Linked DNA regions of Mus musculus: region 2 is linked to region 1. Evidence: chromatin contacts called from public Hi-C data. All regions are on one chromosome and are shown on one strand. The core of a region is the stretch at or near the end of the contact, and the rest is flanking DNA. Distances in the headings are between cores, read along the strand shown. Region 1 holds the start of B230216N24Rik (RIKEN cDNA B230216N24 gene). Region 2 has its middle 12 kb from the start of Gm29461.

Region 1 (4,918 bases), core at 1,143-3,642:
CATGAGGGTGCTCCCCCACCCACCAACTCCCGTCCTCCTGCCCTGGCATTCCCCTACACTGGGGCATCAAACCCCATCAGACCCAAGGACTTCTCCTCCCACTGATGTCCAACAAGGCCATCCTCGACCACATATGTGGCCAGTGCCATGGATCGTTCCATGTGTACTCTTCAGTTGGTGGTCCAGTCTCGGGGAGCTCTTGGAGGCGGGGCAGGGAGTCTGGCCTGTTGACACTGCTGCTCCCTCCATGGGACTGAAAACTATGGAATGCTTAACAAATTTGCATGCCATCCTTGCGCAGGGGCCATGCTAATCGTCTCTGTATTGTTCCAATTTTAGTATATGTGCTGCCAAAGTGAGCACTTCTAGATACTTTTCAGTGTATATTCATATAAACAGAAACAGTTTGAGATGTGATTTTATAAAGGTCAGGCTAGCTTCAATGACCTTGAACTACTGAGCCTCCTGATTTACCTCCTGATTTCTGGGATTACAAAGATGAGCTGGCACACACAGTTATGAGCACGAGGGATTGAATTCAGAGGCCCTCATGAATATTACACAAGCATTCTACCTATCAGCTATATCCTCAATCCAACAGATGTTGTTGTTGTGGGTTTTTTTTTTTTAAATCATGCCATATGTGTAGAGCAATATGTTTTTTATACTTAGTGTATATGGTGTGTACATGCACATGAGCACGTGTGCATGCTATAGCATGCATGTGAAAGCAAGGAAGCAAGATAACAGTTTTCAGGAGTTGGCTCTCTCCTTCCACCATACAGGTCTGGGATGCTCAGGTTGTCAGAGCTCAGTATCAAGCAACAGACTTGACCAGCCATCTCCTTGGCTCTCAGTAGTACTCCTGCTTACCTACCATCTTGCTGAACTTGGTCTGTTTTGCTTTTCAAACAGGATCTCAGAAAGCACAGATGAAAGAACGGAAGCTTGATTGGAAAGCTCTCTCTCGTTAACTGACTTAATGGCATGCTATGTTTTCCTGAGACTACATGTTACAATTCTGCTCTCATTTTTTCTCAAGCTCTACAGGAGTGAGAACCCCCCAACTTGTCAATTAGGTTCAAAAAAAACCTCTATATTTTTTTCAGATTGGAAATTGGTACTGTTCTATTCCATTTACTGTTTTTGAAGCCACTGGTCTGGTTAGACATTTGTAAACTGTTTACTTACAAAGGAAACATTAAGAGGCAGGCGTGGCATCATCTAAATTGAAATAGAGATAATAATAGTGCCTTTGAAAGAGCTAAGATCTAAGTATATAGTACAGAGTGACAACCTTCAGTTTATATTGTGCTGTGACTGTCTTAAGGAAGACCTGCCCACTTTCTTGCTTATCCTTACAATTGCAGTAGTTACAATAAAAATTAGATCCCGGTATTGTTGAAAAACATGTCAATCAAATATGCACGGGAGAGAAAACAATAGTTTTCATACTACAGATGATAAATTATATACTTATTAAAGTGTTGCAACCGATCAGATAAGCAGAGGATATCATTATAGCCTCAGTTTGACGCTGGCACATGGTTATTTTCAGCAATTACTCTAAACCTGGTGTTGTTAAAAGGGCTTGTGTTCTCTTCAGCATGGGTGGCAGAGGCAAGGAAGAACAAAGAGTTCAAAGGAAAGCTTTATGTTCTGTGTGGCTTTCCAGGGAAGGGCATCATTACAATAGAATTTATTCTGCCTTTGACACAGACGACTTCACCAAGAAAACTGTAGCATCAAGTCCTGCTTTCCTGGCTGATTTTATCAGGGTGTAATAACTAGCCATTTCCCTGGAGGTGTTTTCTGCATAAGTGACCTGTTGGCAAGGATTTAGTGGAGCTCAGAGATTAATGGACCCACAGCTGCCACCTTCCAGAGAAATAAATAGAAAGAATCAGTTGTCATTGTTATCAGCATGCAGACATCCTAAGGCACAGATGTGGGCTTTCTTTTCAAAGTGAATCAAGCATTCACTCTCAAGGAAAAGGATATTTGTAATGCAATAATATTAATGCTTGTTAAGTGAGAGAATTATATATGAAGCTAGACTTCTGTTACCTCGGAGCATTGGGTATTGACCTATGCCTTCCTTAGAGCTCTGTGTGTGAAAAGGATGTTGCCAATGGAACGGTGTAATGACATTTGCCATTAAGAAGTCATGCTGAAATTAGTAATTCCAGAATTCACTGAGTTCTTCTGCTCTGCGTCACAGTTGCTGCCTCTGTGACAACCTTCCTTTCCTACTTAGCAAATCCAAGCCTGGTCGCTTGAGCCCCAGGAAGTTGTTAAAGCAATTAAAGGCGGCTGTCTCCCAGCACATTGCTCCGTTACCATAGTAGCCTCTGCCTCCAAGTCTCTCCTGATGATGTCAGTATGCATACACGGGTTGCTCAGAGCATCTACGTGGGGATGATTCATCCCACAATAAAGCCCCTCTCCTGTTGCTCTCCTGCCAGTGTGATTAGCAATGGAGGGTAAGTGCTTTGTTTAATATACTATTATAAGAATTACCAAATGTCTCTATTATTTTGCTTTAGGTTTCTTGTGTTCTAAAATATACTTCTAACTGAAACATAATATATAGGAACAAGCTATAAATCTGTTGTCGGGGATTGGCTAAAATTTTCCTATATATTATGTGTATGTGTGCATATGTGTGTTCACATGTAGGGGTGGGCTTATAAAAATCACTGTGAATGCACAATGTAATACCTCTTACCCCCTGATAAGCGAAACCAGCATGCACACTATAGCTTTCCTTTTAAACTGTTTGCATTCCATAAAAAAAAAAAAAACTTAACATATTTTTTACAGGTGTCATAGGGCAGCTAAGGCTCTTAGAAAGTATGTGAATTATACATTTTTTTACTGATATTTTATCCATCTTAAGTGATAATAACAGGATATGGGAAGGTATTGTCGGAAGTTCAGTGTCTACTGACAGTCATAATTGCATACTTCAATCCTACTTCCATATGTTTCTAATATTGCAGAGGAGTGAACTTGGTGCTTGATGAAATACTTACGTATGCCTCCCTTCCTGAGGCTGAGCATTTGTCTTCACATCTCTGCAAAGAGGACTGTGCAGTCTCTTATGGTGTCAGGGGGAGAGCTATGAGTGAAGAGTCCCTTCTGGAAGTTAGTTTTCTGTTTCAGCTTTTCTCCCCCAAACTGTCTCATCAAGAAATCCATAGACCTCTCTTCTCCATCACCACACCACGCATTCTGCCTGTGGTTCCTTCCCTGGATCCCCAGTAAACAATTTCAGTACATCTGGTAGTGAGCTTTAAGGAGAGTAGAAAAGGGTGATTTCTAACTGTTAGTAAATAGCTTCGCGAGAGGACAGGGGCTTGAGAATGGCTCGTACAGAGACTACCCATCCTTCAGGAAGCTGAACCTTTGTTCTGTATAGAAGTCAGGCGCATGGCTTAGTTGACAGGGACAAGAAGTGGTTTAGACTGTTTATTTCTAGAGTCTTGTATTTTTAGAATACCGTGGAATATGGTCTATATAATTTGTTTCTGGGAAATTATGTTAATGGAACATTAATGCTAGATGTAGGTTTCTATAAAGAGTAAGTAAGAAATAATGGTTGTAAGAGTATAAAGCCATACTAAAAGTTACATTCAGCTCCTTGGAACTGAAGGATGTGTCATATGTATCATAAGTGTTTATTCTTTGAATTTTCCCAGTCTTGAAACTATATTAAAACAGTGTTAAATTATACTTGCCCTTGTGTTTAATAAGTTATTCATTAATTGCTATTAGAAACTGATTCTCATAAGTAGAAGCAAATTCATCTACATTACAGTAGAGTAAATGTTGAAGAAATTGACTCAACCTAAACTGATACCATACTTGTAAAATCTCTTATTGAAATACACTCATAATGCTTGTGTTAGAAATAAAACTAATACGCTTCATGCTAAATTTTATCTTATTTTTTTCTGCTCATGTTTGCAGCAATACAACCTAATTCATTAGCTAACTGAATTCACAGTTTAAAATATATATTCAGTTTCAACTTTAAAAGTTGAAAATAGTCATTTTCCAACTTGACCGTGCTAGCCATACTCTGGGGAAAATACACTTCAGGAGTCCAGCCTTCTTCCTGTTTGAGTTAGAAGCAGTCCCAGGCTATTCAGGAAGAGTGATCTTTAAAATTGCCTTAGGAGAGGGTCTCTTTTATTTTCGTGTCATAATGAAAGTTTTAAGTTTAACAGTTACATTTGTTCTTGCTGAAGCGTGGAGATGCCAAGTCTAAAGACTTGACAGCTTGAGGTAAATGAGATATGCATGAGACATGGCAGAAAGATGATTATGTCGGCTCTCACAAGACAGATAACTGGAAGAAAATCCAAAAAAAAAAAAAATTCCAGGACATTGTATGGAGAAAATAGATGTGTAAATAAACATCTAGAGAAGACTGAAAGCTCATGTTGGGAGGAGTCAGAAAAGCACCTTCTAAGACATCATGTCCCCAACGTCTAACCTAGGTTCTAGGTTTTATATGGCACCATCTGTTCTCAGGAACATATGATCCCCAGGTTAGAACAGGACCATATTTCTCTGGTCAGTGTCTAGCCCTCCCCCTAAAAGAAGTGATCTATGTAGCATGACTGAGGTGGTCATCTAGTCTCCCGTCATTTGCTCTACCCAGTTACTACAGGACTTACAGCTTACAGGGCACTCATGTCTCACCTTAGAGTTCTGTTGGTTACAAGTCAACACAATTGAGGAAATTTTTTTCCAGGAGGCTCTGAGGAAGAATCAAGTTCCATGCCCTCACAGCTTCCAAGGCTTTGCCGGGTCATAGCCTCCCTTCCCCATTGTCAAAGCAAGCAAGAGAGGACAGATCTTTGCACTGCTATCTTTCTGCTTCTCCATAGCCAAGAAAAAAAAAAAGCTT
Region 2 (5,118 bases), core at 394-2,893, 110 kb before region 1:
ATAGATAGAGATAAATAGATGCCTAGATACACGTAGATACATAGATGACAAATATCATACTCTGAACATATACCCAAGACTATGTGTTGGAAACCTAACCCCCAAATAAGTATTCAGAAATAAGACCCAATGGGAAATAAGACCCATCGACTCTGGCCCCTTAATGGACCAGTGCTGCTGTAAAAAAAAAAAAAAAAAAAAAAATTGTAGAAGTGTGTCTTCACTTTTCTGCTTTTCTGCCAGACAGAGAAAGGTTTCTCCATCTGTTGTTCTTCCCTTTTCAGCCTAGTGAGGATACCGTGAAACAGCCCACACCAAGTGTCAGTAACTTGGTCTTGGTCTTCCCAAACTTCATAACTATGAGGTTACTTTTGTTCTTTATAAATTACCTAGCTTGGCGTACTCCATCATGGTGACACAAAATTAACTAAGACAATATATTGATAGACATGGAAATACATAGATGGTAGTATACATGTATAAATATATTACTGTCTTCTTGTACTACCATAGCCAGATACCACAAGGTGTCTTTAAGTAATAACCACTTTTTTCTCACTATTCTAACTAGAAGTTGAAGATCAAGGTGCCATCGGACTGCATGCAAACTCTCGTCCTAACTGACGTACCTTTCTTATATCTTCATGTGGCTTCTTCTCTGTGAAAGACAGAGAAGAACTCTCTAGTTTCCCTTTTTTTTTTTCCTCAGGGCTATGGGATGTAGAGTCCACATTGTGACCTCATTTAACCTTAGTAATCCCTGCAAAAGGAAGTCTCCAAGCACAGTCATACTGGGGGTCAGAGCTTCAACATATCAATTTGAAAGGATACAATTCAGTTTATTACAATGTATACCAGCATATCTCTATTTAAGCATCTACATACATATGTATGATAGAACACTTACATAGCATATACATGCCCTCTTCCCAGCACCACAAAAGGAGTAAGGGACTACCTAAACATAATGACTCGCTGGCTACAGTGATCCAGTATGAGGGTGAACCCATTAAATCTCTAGGTCTAAGCTACTAGTTGCAGCTCCATTGATGGGCAGTAGCTTTATTGCTCTTGGGAAAGCATTGATTTCACTTTGACTGTTGTTAATTAACTCCAAAGAAATAAATCTTTTCTGTGTGTTTGTCTGAGAACTAATTTTAGGAAAGAGCTCTGACTCAAATGGCTGACAAGGAGTATAATTGGGGTGTACCTCCCGAAAGGAGATTGGGACAAAATCTACCTATTGAGCAGCCTGAACCAGTTGTGTGCAGTGTGTGGTGACTAATAAATTCATCTAGTAATTCTGAGGAGAAACAAATGTGCCTCGTCTTGGCTTCCTCTAGCACAAAATGAATAGTGCAGTGACCTCTGTCTTGCTCACCAACCTTCTCCCTGATTACTTGCCTGGATGGCTGCATGGCTAAATAACTTTTGTCCAATTTGGAACTTAGCTTCTAGACTAATTGGCTTACACTTGTCAGGAATGAGGCGAACTGGCCATCTTCAAGCTTTTATTTGACATGATCTTTTGTATTACAGACCAAGCAAGGCTCATGGGTTTCTTCCAGCTACATTTTAGAAAATATCACTTGAATACTTGAAATGTCTTTCTTCTACTCCCCACACTCTACCCACCCCTGCCTTGTTCACACACACTCTTTTGTGCTTTGGGTAATGATGATTCTAAAATGTGTTAAATATTCCTTTGAAAAGAATCTGGAGAATTTTCCAGTTGGAAAGCACATGAAATTTACAGTGCCAACGAGGAAAGTACAACAGAGAGAGAGAGAGAGCTCCAGCGCTTACTCTGAATTACCCGGTTAGTTAGCATCAGATGAAAACCTGAGACGTGGACAGCTAAACTCCTAGTCTTAACAATTTATACTAAAAACAATTGCATTTAAATGTTCTTTCCTGCATTAGAAATCCAGAGACTTGTGTTACATGTCCATTACTAGATATACTCTGAGAGATGCTGTGTACAGTGGAGCAAGGGCTCTTTTTTCATTGTAGAGTGAGAGACAGTCTTCTTACCCATTTGAAAGTGATTTACAGACTGACAGTCTAGGCTGTGAATCAGTGACAGCCACAAAGCATATTCAAAAGGGTTTTTGTTTTGTTGTTGCATGTTTTTTTATATATCCCAGGAACAGATTTAGTAGACCCAATCTTTTTTTTTTTCCATTTTTTATTAGGTATTTAACTCATTTACATTTCCAATGCTATACCAAAAGTCCCCCATATCCACCCACCCCCACTCCCCTGCCCACCCACTCTCCCTTTTTCCCCAATCTTTATACTAGGTATTTTTTAATGGAATGAATTATAATACACAGAGAAAAACAGTCAGAGATAGTAAAATGAGATATACACAGTTATGACATCCTGCCCTCCCCCAAAGAGGGATGTCATAATTGCATCTAGAAGTTACAGTTTTAATGGATTTAAATCTCAAATTTTATGATCTTGATCAACTTAATGAGAAACAGGAAAATAAGGTTATAAACAACTCTAACATGTTGAGTTTTGACAGGCACTGTTTCAAGCCTTAGATTTAATCTGACTTTCAGAAAAGAAAGTGATACAGCTAACATCTTTTTTTTATTATTAAATGTTTTCTATGCAATACTTGAATCTGTGGGAAGGAAAAGGTAATATAAGACATATATGAAAGCCTTAGAGAAGAAGTCAATTTTCTGTATGAGTAAGGATTCAGGGATACCTAAAAATACAATATAGCTCAAAGTTGCTGGATTAATTAAAATGAAAATTTACTGATTTGTAAGTCAGAGCACATTCTACAGCTCAGATGATGTCACCATCACTTGATCTCTGCATCATTTTGGTCTGTTTTCCTCTGTGTGGGCAGATGCTTCCTGGAGGGCTAAAGAAAATCACCCACATCTTCAACACCTCCAGCTTAGATGTCAGGAACCTACCAAAGAGAAAAGTTTACTATTCCACTCATTATAAGGCTTCCCTGACTCCTGACATTTCAATACACCAAATGAGGTTCTTTGACAATCACTACAACAATGGTCCTGGGCGATGATTCACCATAACTGAGTCCCACGATGATTGCTAATGTTAGCCATCCTTCAAAAAAAAAATAAAAGTGTCTGTCTGTTATTATCAAAAAGAGAAATGACAATGAAAAAGAAAGGCCATCATTGCTATGACATTCTAAAATATGTGATAAATAAGAAAAGCAAGACAGACATCACAAAATAGAACTGAAGGTTATGTTGCAGAAAGTTTTGCTGGAACTAAAAGCACGTAGGAGGGAAAGAGAGCATTGAGATATGTATAAAAGGCATTCTTATGTGCACATTGAATGTCCTTGTGTGGTGCAGGAGAAAAGAGATAGGACTTTATTCTGTCCAAAGCTTTTTCTCCATTGCTGGACTGCATAAAAAGGAAAAGATCTCATCACATTGATGCTACATCCACTCCAGTAGTGACACACACAACAGGCCCCGAAAACCTGGGCGCTGTCCCGAGGCGAAAAGTTCATGGAAACTTAGTCTCCTGGAATTGTGGCATCCTGTATAAAGAATGATCCAATGTCCTTGCTTTAGTTGGTAAATGGATCTGTGTGCTTTCCCTTAATATTGCTTTATTACAAGTGCTCCTAAGGATTGATATTTTGACATATAGCTAAGTTAGATTCTAGGCAGTCCTTGATCCGACCTTGGGCATGGATAGCTAAGTCACTGACCTACACAGAAATATACCATTATCTAGGAAGAAGGAAGTTTGTGACCTTTAAGAGGAACCAGAGTAGATACTTAGAACTATAGATATCTGAGTTACACCCATACACAAGTATTTACAATGGCCTAGGGGGAAGGTGGACTATACAGTAGACTAGAATAGGATCTATGGCAAGGGCACGAAGCCCATGCCCCTGGCTTCTAAGATTAAGTGGACCTTAGGTGGAGCTGTTTTTGATCCCAGTTGTTAACATTGAATTTTATCCCAGTTGGTTCCTGCCAGTTCTTCCGTGTTTGCATTCCTCTGTTTTGTGTAAGAATCCAGTAACCTCTTTGTACCTTGTCGGTGTGTCACCCAACTTCCCTATTTTCTTCTGTATAAAAAGTTTGATGCTCGATTTGACAAATTACATTCAGATCCACAGTCCCTTGTGTCGAGTCTGTCTGTCAATTCCCATCGACTCCTTGCCCACCTGCGACTAGAGCCATGTTCCATGCAGACAAGGGACCAAGAAGGTCTGCAGCACATTGATATCTACAGGAAATAAGCAAGTTGAATGTAGTGAAAGAATGCAGAATCAATCCAAAGTACTAACCTGTTGGTTAGCAATGCTATACAAACACGTATTAATATAAAGCAGATTTACAGTCAACCACAATGCAAAATTGACCATAATATATAATAGAAGACAGTTGGGAGTTCTGGAGAGGAATGGGAAGAGCTTACTAAAGAGGGGCAGAAGTCAAAAAGCTAGGCCTTGTGGGATAAATGGCATCTGACTTAGGTCATAAAAGATGGGGAGTGTCTTGACAAGAAAGATCATGGGTGTGGTGTGTGGTGTGTGCTAAGAGAAAGTGGGCTACAATAGGAATTTATCTGGGCATCCGTAAGATGCCTGGAGAAATTACAGAAGCTAACATCCCACATGTAGTTGGTGAACAGAATGCACAGAGACACAATGAGTGGTTAAAATTCTTCAGTCAAGGGGCAATTGAAGCAGATATTCTAATGCCTTCAGAGGCCTGTCGTCACAGCTGTCTACAAGAGGAGCAGTTTTACATTCAGTGTGGGACACAGGAGGAAGGCAACCAGAAACAAGGAATTCCACCTGGAGTTCACAGCAATAATATTTTGCCATGGCATCAGTGGAAATAAGGAAGTAATAAAGCAGAGAAGCAGAAGAAAGAGTGCTTTAAAGGCAGAATCTGTAGACCTGTCAATCACTGGCTGTGAGAACCAGAGAGGAAGTAGGAAAGATACAGCACCCTAACAGATGTCAGGAGTATTAGTGACACCATTAACAAAACCAGGTGTCACCAAACAGGGACAGTGTTCGCATTTATGTGTGCTTTGAGTGTGTTACTCAAAGAGCAGGAAGCATAGGTTGGAATTACTACATGGAGC

What was found. Hi-C and Micro-C count contacts between places; a contact is called where the count stands out from the background.
Region 2: a contact with region 1 is called in a Hi-C map of cortical neurons, with 3 times the contacts expected there. The contact joins the enhancer-like site here to the promoter of B230216N24Rik in region 1. A contact is called at or near these places in 3 of 39 promoter capture datasets (liver and neutrophils) and 4 of 484 Hi-C or Micro-C datasets (the N1E-115 cell line, cortical neurons and neural progenitor cells).

Annotation. Positions count from the first base shown.
Region 1 is chr1:98,045,267-98,050,184 of GRCm38.p6, reverse strand. It overlaps B230216N24Rik (RIKEN cDNA B230216N24 gene), which reads left to right and starts at 2,392. Exons shown (of 3, transcript NR_037993.1): 1 at 2,392-2,483. The region is part of intron 1 of Pam (peptidylglycine alpha-amidating monooxygenase); the gene reads left to right. It overlaps Gm24465 (a small nuclear RNA gene), which reads right to left and starts at 363; the gene lies at 257-363.
Region 2 is chr1:98,158,981-98,164,098 of GRCm38.p6, reverse strand. No RefSeq gene overlaps it. Among named protein-coding and RNA genes, the nearest start is that of Gm29461, 12 kb to the left of the region's middle. Within about 2 kb of position 1,643, at least 7 of the 459 cell types and tissues checked have an H3K27ac peak or open chromatin away from gene starts, as enhancers often do. A contact at or near this core is called in the N1E-115 cell line and cortical neurons, where this site is marked.